Regions from separate parts of the Pan troglodytes genome. Here region 2 is linked to region 1. Evidence: chromatin contacts called from public HiChIP or PLAC-seq data. All regions are on one chromosome and are shown on one strand. The core of a region is the stretch at or near the end of the contact, and the rest is flanking DNA. Distances in the headings are between cores, read along the strand shown.

What was found. HiChIP or PLAC-seq counts read pairs in DNA pulled down with a chosen protein or histone mark.
Region 2: a contact with region 1 is called in an H3K4me3 HiChIP or PLAC-seq map of stem cell-derived excitatory neurons, with 2.3 times the contacts expected there. The contact joins the promoter of NFAT5 here to the promoter of TERF2 in region 1. A contact is called at or near these places in 1 of 7 Hi-C or Micro-C datasets (stem cell-derived neural progenitor cells) and 1 of 1 datasets of contacts at active chromatin or transcription factors (stem cell-derived excitatory neurons).

Annotation. Positions count from the first base shown.
Region 1 is chr18:67,432,514-67,436,998 of NHGRI_mPanTro3-v2.0_pri, forward strand. It overlaps TERF2 (telomeric repeat binding factor 2), which reads right to left and starts at 2,181. Exons shown (of 10, transcript XM_016930077.3): 1 at 1,766-2,181; 2 at 1,564-1,659; 3 at 754-884. The coding sequence starts at 2,144.
Region 2 is chr18:67,612,283-67,616,767 of NHGRI_mPanTro3-v2.0_pri, forward strand. NFAT5 (nuclear factor of activated T cells 5) reads left to right here and starts at 2,002. Exons shown (of 15, transcript XM_063797336.1): 1 at 2,002-2,444.

The DNA.
Region 1 (4,485 bases), core at 931-3,430:
CCAGGGCAATGCTTAGCTGATGTTTTCCATCTTCACCTCTGCATCTGCTTCCACACCCCCCAGCCTTGGTTTTGGGGGAAGAAAAATCTTTTTCTAACTGGTTCCCACAGCCACTTCTATGTTTTAAATTAAAATAATTTCTACTGTTTGAAGCTACCTGAGCCACAACACAGTGACAATCCCAAATTCCTAGACACTCCATTAGCTTTCTTCTTCAATTCAAGAACACTGCCTGTGCCGGATTTCTATCATTCTTCTACCATTACTATTTTGCTAGCTGGCTCATTATCCCAGCACCTCTGATTCTAATCTATCTGTTCAAAAGGGATATTCTCTATGCCCCTCTTTCTGCAGACAGAAAGAACTCAAAGTCAGTACCACATTTTCCAAAGCCCCAGTTTATCTCCTTGGTTTATTATAAACAAGGGTGACCAAACCCTAGGCCAGAGTTACTTAAGGCCCTTGTAGAGTGCTCCCGAATGGTGCAGTAACCTCCAAAATGTCAGAGCTTCAATGCCAAAGCCACAAGGAAGACCACCCAAATCACAAAAACTGAGCAACTGCCGTTACTTCCCAAGCCTGGGTGGGAAAGGAGACACCTGAAGAGATAACGTCTGTGTGTGCGCTTTCTTGCTTGCTCAATCTCTCCCCATTGCTGTTTTCCTCTGCCCCACACAGTAAAGAGTAAGTGCTGTATCCTCAAAGACCCTTGATTTTTGGTCAAAGAAAAAAGATATAAAAATAGAGCCTTACAGCTTCCTTGACCAGTTTTCTACTGGATTCGACCACTGCTTCTGTCAGTGTAAATTCCGTTTTAATCATCTCCAGCACATTGATAGCTGATTCCAGTGGTGTGAGCTCAGCCTCCATATCAAAGGAACAGTCTAGGACAAAGCACAGTTTTCATTTTAAGCTCTTTTCTAAGGGTAAAAAAGTTATGTCCAAAAGTTATATATATATATTTATGGAAATGGAGCATGCAAATATGGTAAGATTTGCATTTAATTTTTTGACATATTTGCTACAGGTTGACATACACGATAAGGGTCCAAATTCAAATCAATGAATTTAACGTGACCATTTTTTAACACCTGTCAAGACAGGCAAAAAAATTATTTTTAAATACATGCATTTGCCTCTCAAATTCAGAATATACCCATCCTCCTCAGATACGAGTGGCAAGAAACTGACAACAGCTAAATAGCTTTCAAGTTAAATTCAGAGGGGAAAAATGTCAGAGTACTTCCACTCTGAAAAACTCTCTACCATGGGGGAAAAAAGATGTCCATATGAACATAACTCACTTCAGATAGGAGCAAAGTTGGGGTGAGCAATTAACAGGTGGGAGAAGATTTTTAAAAAACACAGAAAAGCAGCCAAGACAACCTTAACCGGAGAAAACTAGAGCCAGTCGAGCCAGAAAACAGACCCACCGTAGAATGAAAAAGACCACTCTGATGGAAACTATCGCACTTTAACCTGGAATCCTTCAGTTCTAGATATAAGTTTTAAAACAAAACCCTACGCAAGTAAGCCCAGAGAAGAACACAAAAATAGCCATACCTAAATTTTCCCCTTCTTCAATGCGCGACAGACACTGCATAACCCGCAGCAATCGGGACACGGTATGCTCCTTCCCCAAGGGCCTGACAAGCAAAGCTGGGAGAGAAGACATCGTTGGCTGGGCGACCCCCAGTCCCGACTCCCGGTCCCCCGGACCCCCTTCCCCAGCGCTCCAACCCCCTTCCCCCGGCCCGGCCCTCACCCTGCATGATGTCCCGGATCTGTCTGAAGTCCCCGTACCGGCTACCCCGAAAGGCCCGCAGCGCCTCGTGGAAGTAGAACTTGAGCACCCAGCGATTGACTGCCTCTTCCAGCCGTGCCTCCCCCGCGCCGCGCTCCGCCGGGCCCCCCAGCCCCGGCTCGTGGCGCCCCCGCCGGGCCCGCCCGCTACTGCGGGACGCCCGCCTGCCAGCTGCCCGCCCGCTGCCGTCGCTACTCCCGCCTCCTCCCGCCATCGTGTCCGATCGCCGCGCGCCCTCCCCGCCCTCCCGGCCGGGCCGCTTCCTCGGCTGTGACGCCGCTGGGTCACGCACGACGCCCGGGCCGGAAGCGGGGCCCGCCGTCCCGGCTCCCGCGGCCATGATAGAAACAGCGTTCCGAGCCGCCCGCGGGCTTCTGGGAGGGAAAGGACCGGAGGGCCCGGCCCCCTTCTCAGACGCCGTAGTTCCCGATGTGCCGGCCGCAATGCCTCCTGGGGCTTGAAGTCCACGCCGCCCAGGCCGGTGAACCCGGCGGGGTTTGCAGTCAACTTCGCTCCGAATTTACAGAAAACAGCTACTATGCTAGGGACGCGGAACAGTGTATTAGAGACTGAAAAACAGGCCGGGATCGGTGGCTCAACGCCTGTAATCCCAGCACTTTGGGAGGCTGAGGCGGGTGGATCACCTGAGGTCGGGAGTTCGAGACCAGCCTGACCAACATGGAGAAACCCCATCTCTACTAAAAATACAAAATTAGCCGGACGTGGTGGCGCATGCCTGTAATCCTAGCTACTCGGGATGCTGAGGCAGGAGACTCGCTTGAACCCGGGAGCGGAGGTTGCGGTGAGCCGAGATCGCGCTATTGCACTCTAGCCTGGGCAACAAGAGCGAAACTCCGTCTCAAAAAAAAGAAAAGAAAAAAAAGAAAACCAAATATGTGCACCTTATTAAACACTTTGAAAATTGTGGAAGAGAGCATACACAGAGGAAAGTCTTTAAACAAATTTGTATTTTAACAAATACTGTAATTATAAAGCAAAGACCAGTGTGATACCAATAAATAGAATGCACCTGGCAACCCAGCCTCTAGACATATACTCTTTGTAATCACAAAAATAACACATTTTGTTGTAGAACAATTAGAAAAATAAGCAAAAGGACCACCCATAGTCCCATAGAGGGTCTGAGTCACTTTCAGATATCTCTGATACTCTTGGAATTCACCAACTGGCACTTGACCAAATGGAGAACCTCCAGCTCAGACCTTAGTTCAGGATGGTGGTTGTGGGTGCCTCTTCCTGAGAGGCCCAGTAACTGGTCTAGCTTCAAAGATTGTCCTACCAGCCCCACTAGTCTGGAACCTGCAAAGATCCAGTTTGGGGCCACTCAAAGACAACTCAGAAGTGCAGGTGGCCAAGTCCTTGAGGATGTGAATCCCATGCTGGACCTGTGCATTAATATCAGGACCTTAATATGTATAGTATCCTGGAAAGCCAAAAGTTCTACGAGGTACACGTTCCGGGATGAGAGAAGAGGCCTCTAGGTCTGACTGATCTTTGGTGATCATAACTGCTTTTCTTTTTTTTCTTTTTTTTTCTTGAGATGGAATCTCGTTCTGTCGTCCAGGCTGGAGTGCAGTGGCACGATCTCAGCTCACTGCAAGCTCCGCCTCTGGGTTCACGCCATTCTCCTGCCTCAGCCTCCCGAGTGGCTGGGACTACAGGCGCCCACTACCATGCCCAGCTAATTTTTTGTATTTTTAGTAGAGACGGGGTTTCACCGTGTTAGCCAGGACGGTCTCCATCTCCTGACCTCGTGATCCGCCCGCCTCGGTCTCCCAAAGTGCTGGGATTACAGGCGTGAGCCACTGTGCCCGGCCCATGGCTGCTTTTCCATTCCAGCCTGCTTGCCTTAACCAGGAACCAAATCACTTGCCTTTATTTTAGTTTTTTTGAGAAAGTTTCACTCTGTAATGCAGGTTGGAGTGCAGTGGCGCAATCGTGCTCACTGCAGCCTTGAACTCCTGGGCTCAAGTGATCCTCCTGTCTCAACCTCCCAAGTAGCTAAGACTACCAGCGTGTGCCACCATGCCTGGGTAATTTGAAATTTTTTTTCGTAGAATTAGGGGTCTTGCCGTGTTGCCCAGGCTGGTCTCGAACTCCTGGCCTCAAGCACTCCTCCCACCCTGGTCTCCTAAAGTGCTGGGGATTTCAGGGTTGAGCTACTATGCCTGGTGCCAAATCACTTGCCTTTCAATTCTAACTTTTTTTTTTTTTTTTTTCTGAGACAGAGTCTTGTTCTGTTGCCCAGGCTGGAGTGCAGTGGCACGATCTTGGCTCACTGCAACCTCCACCTCCCGGGTTCAAGTGATTCTCCTGCCTCAGCCTCCCGAGTAGCTGGGATTACAGGCGTGTGCCACCATGCCTGGCTAATTTTTGTATTTTTAGTAGAGACGGGGTTTCACCATGTTGGCCACGCTGTCTCGAACTCCTGGCCTCAAGTGATCCACCCATTGTGGCCTCCCAAAGTGCTGAGATTATAGGCGTGAGCCACTGCGCCTGGCCAGTGCTAACTCCTCTACTTGCTAGCTGTTTAACCTTGAACGAATCCCTTAACTGTCTCTGTGCCTCTGTTTCCACATCTGTCAAGCACAAATAATGAAGGTACCTCTTGGAAATTATACGAAAAGTCAATGAATTGCTATTTCTAATGCCTTTAGCGA
Region 2 (4,485 bases), core at 752-3,251, 180 kb after region 1:
AGTTTAGGTCAAGCCACACTTTGGTGGGCCTCTCTTCACTTTGCTCTTACCTAATCAGGGGAAATCTGATTAACATATACAACAAAGCCTCAACGGGGGAAAAAAAGGTCACAAAAGGGCAGAGAAGGATTCACAGAAAAAGGAAGAGGACTTGCCAGTTCTTGACTAGTTAATTAGGGTCAGAACCGTACTGGGGATTTCCTATACCCTAAGTTTGTTAAGTGATTACATCGGTCTGGGGAAAAGGGATCTGCTCAGAGTGATTCAGTCAACTTTCTTAGTATCGGGTGGTGAATCGCATTTCCTCTCTGCTACCCTATATACTGACTAATGGGTGGCGTATGGGGGGTCTCCAAGAGGTGTGTTTACTCCAATTCAGAAGCTATAGGATTTCAGTAGGCCTTGGCCTGTTGGGCAATGTGAGGTTTCAATCTTCCTCTCTCAAATGAGTGGGGCTCTTATCAGTTATGAAGGGACTTCCCTTGGGACTTGTCACGACACCATACAGCAGAGATGGCAATTCGAGGGCAGTTTCTTGTTCTGCTTTGCCATCTTGGGGTGGCTCTGTAAAGCTTTCTGAACCTCTGACAAAAGAAAAATGTTCACAGGATTGATTACTACACACAATTCAGTGAAGACAACTGGGCAACCTGAATCAAATGTTGAGATGAAAGATAGGTGAGCTCTGATGACACACGTTTAAATTCTAGGTCTACAGGTAAAACTTTGTAAAGGGCCTTGCCTCAGCGACATCTGTACTGGGCCCTCCTTTGCTGAGAGCTTCTTACCCCAACCCTAGCACTCCAAGTCCCGAGAACTGCTCAATTTCATGGGAAAAAGTCTCTCTCTATATATGTATATATGTGTGTATATATGTATGTATATATATGTGTGCATATATATACACATACACATATTACAACAGACTGATTTTCATGATTTGTAACTATCCTTGTAGATAAAAAACGAAACCATTCGAATAGCTTAAAAACCTTGCCCACGTGGCTACTGGCATCAATATTCCACACAAGATTAAAATTACTTCCCAAGATGCACACCCTGCACTCCAGGTAATATTTCAATAACTTGATTAAAAATTTCTCAGAAGTCTATTAGAATCAGAAAACGCTCTGCGGTGTCGGTGAGGATTTTAAATTTTTGCAACGGAAACTTTTGGCTCCACGAACAGAAGAGCAAGAGCAAAAACTCAGTTAAATGCGTTCTTCCTCCATCCTTGCCTAGTCCAAAAGGAAAAAAAAAAAAAAGAATCAGAAAAAAGAAAAACTGTTTGGAAGAGTAGCGTTGAGGTTTGCTTTTTACTTGTTTTTCCTCTAGAACAGCCAGGTGGATTCACATGATCCAATTTTTTAATTGTCTTCTATGTCCCACTCCGAATAACCCGGATGCCCCAGCACAATCAGAGAGATCTTTTTTTTAAAAAAAATTTCAGCCTCCAAAGGTAGGAGGGGAGTGTTAGGGGAGAAAGCACTTTAATTAAAAATCAATAACTCGAGGTTTTTGGGCTACGGTTTGCCATTTCCTAATTAAGAAATGGGTTTGACAGTCCCTTTGTACACACTGCTAGGCAAACCCCAAAGGGTTGGCGGCTGTCCGGGCGATGACACTCCGGTCCCCTGCGAGACCCCGGGCCAGCCAGGCCCGTCCGCCGCCGGCCTCTGGGGTCCGTGCCCGGCTCGCGCAGACCTCTCGCTTCTCCCGGCTCTGTCTCCTGCGCTCAGCTCTGCTCGGGGCCGGCCGCCTCAGGCTCGCCGCCACCAGGTCGTTGCAAATACCTTTTCCCTCCCCGGGGCCCCAGCGCGCGGCCACCTCCCAGCCTCCCTCCCTCCCACCCTGGCAGCGGGGCCCTTTCCCGGCTCAGGAACAGCAGCAGCCCGGGCCGCGGCGGCAGGAAGCGAGGCCCTTGTTGCTGCTGTTCCCTGGCACGCCTCCCCGCCCTCCGGGGGCCGCCGCGGCTCTTCCGCGCTCCCTGGCACCCCCCTCCGCGCCTGCGCTGTGCCCCACGGGGGCGGGGCTCAGATTCCTGTCAGCGGCGGCGGCGGTGGCGGCGACCGTCAGTTTTCGCTGAGGAGAAACACGAAACGGACCCTTTGGCTCTCCCCCTTCCCCTTCCCCGTCCTGAACCCCTCTCCTGGTCACCGAGAATCAGTCCCCGTGGATTTCCCCCTCCACCTCGCCATCGTTTCCTCGGTCCTCGGCCCAGTGGAAGTCACTACCCTCGAGGAGGAGGCAGCGGCAGCCGCCCTCGCGTCGCCGCCCCCGGTTCGGTGCCCGCGGTCCCGGAGAGGAGGTGCCGCCGCCACCGCCGCTCCCCCCCTCCCGCTGCCCTCGGGCCGGGCTGGGTCGAGCTGCGATGCCCTCGGACTTCATCTCATTGCTCAGCGCGGACCTAGACCTGGAATCGCCCAAGTCCCTCTACTCGCGAGGTGAGTCAGGCTGGGGGGTGGGGGGTGGGGCGTGGGGGCGGGGAGACAGGGAGACAGGGCCAGGGGAGGCGAGGGGTCCCCGTCCTGCCGGGGGCGGCTGAGCCGCGACCCCCATGGCTTCTTTGGCCGGAGCGGGCAGAGGCCGAAGGGATCGGGGTGACGGTGGAGGGAGCGGGCGGAACAGTGGCGGCCCCTCCCCCGCGGAGCCGCCGGCCGCTCGGGGCCCAGATTCCGTCGGCCCCCGGGGCTCTGCGGCACCGGTCGCTCCTAGCCGCTCTCAGCCCGTCCGGCCCCGCCAGGCTCCGCGAGCCGCCGGCCCCGGCCTCCCGGGCTCGGGGATGGCCCCAGACTGGGCCCCGCGCTGGGGCCACCGCGATCGGGGCGCCGCGTCTTCTCTTACCGGGACCCTCCTCCCCAGCAAAGTTGCCCCCAAGCGGGCGGCGTGGCCTGGAGCCGGTTCTGGGTGCAGGGTCACCATTTTCCTCCCCTTCCAGCTTGTTTTTGCGCCGTCGTTCCACCCCCTCTCCCTCCGGCCTAGTCCACTCCCTCCCCATGTTGGGACAGCCCCCCTCGACCAGGCGTTCTTCCTTTCCTCGTCATCTTCTTGCTGGAAAGGGCCCGATGGAAAGGGCCCGAATTTTCTTTTCTTTTTTTTTTCTCTTCCCACCTCCGTGGCATTCTAATTACTTCTCCCTTCTCCTTTACAAAGATGGGGGTGCCCTCTCTGGATTGGTTTTATTCCTCTCCTCTCCCAGGAGGACCAGCCCAGGCACAGACGCTGTCCTTTGAGAATTTTCTCTGCTTTTCCGTTCAAGGGCTGGTTGCAGGGAGGGAGCTCAGGCAGAGACTTTTCATTTAAGAACTCTTTTGGCTAAGGCCTGCAGGGGATTCCCAGCATCTGAAATATTAGCACTGGAGCTGATCCCTACTCAGGTGAAATTCCTATACTGGACACCACAAGAATGTGTCAGAAGAGGTTCCCTGTGCAAGGGGCTTCAAAACCAAAATATTCTCACTGCGCTCTTTACCGCTTTTTAAACCACCGGGAGGGGGCAAAAGACATAACTGGGTTGTTAACTATTCATTTCACCGTGTAAAAAAAAATGTAGGTGTTTCTTCTGCTTTTGGTTTGATGTATCCATCCATTTGCTTATTCCACCCCCTCCAAAAAAGGGACTTCACCTTCCTACTAGTGTATCTAAATTGTTTAAGTGAATCAGAGTGAGATGGTTTACTCTGAAAGGTGCTGGACTTTACAGACTGACCATTGATTTTGTACACAGAGTCCTACTTAGTAATTGTAGCCATTGTCTGTTGCTCCATTGACTTTAGTTGGCAGCCACCATCCTGTAGGATGTTTTTCGGGCAACATTACCTGAGGTACTTTAGAAATATTGTAGTTTTGAATGTCAAAAAAAAAAAAAGAGACATATCAAGAGATGATTCTTAGAGCAGGGCTAATGTGTTAGAATTGAGTGCTAAAAATAGCCAAGACATTAACACCATTTGGGGAGTAATCATCAGATAATTTTCCATGAAACATATACTTTATGAAAATCTAAGTTTAGCTTCGAGACCAATGTAGAGACAATTCAGCCTCTTTTGCGGGGAATATATTCACAAATATGGGCTTTAGCGCTTAAAAATACACTGCAGTTGGCCGGGCGCGGTGGCTCACGCCTGTATTCCCCAGTACCGTGGGAGGCCGAGGCAGTTGGATCACCTGAGGTCGGGAGTTTGAGACCAGCCTGACCAATTTGGAGAAACCCCGTCACCCCGTCACTACTAAAAATACAAAATTAGCCGGGCGTGGTGGTGCATGCCTGTAATCCCAGCTACTCGGGAGGCTGAGGCAGGAGAACCGTTTGAATCCAGGAGGCGGAGGTTGCGGTGAGCCGAGATCGCACCATTGCACTCCAGCCTGGGCAGAAAGAACGAAACTCCGTTTCAAAATGTGTGTGTGTGTGTGTGTATATATATATGTGTGTGTGTGTGTGTGTGTGTGTGTGTGTGTGTGTATGTATGTATATATATATACACA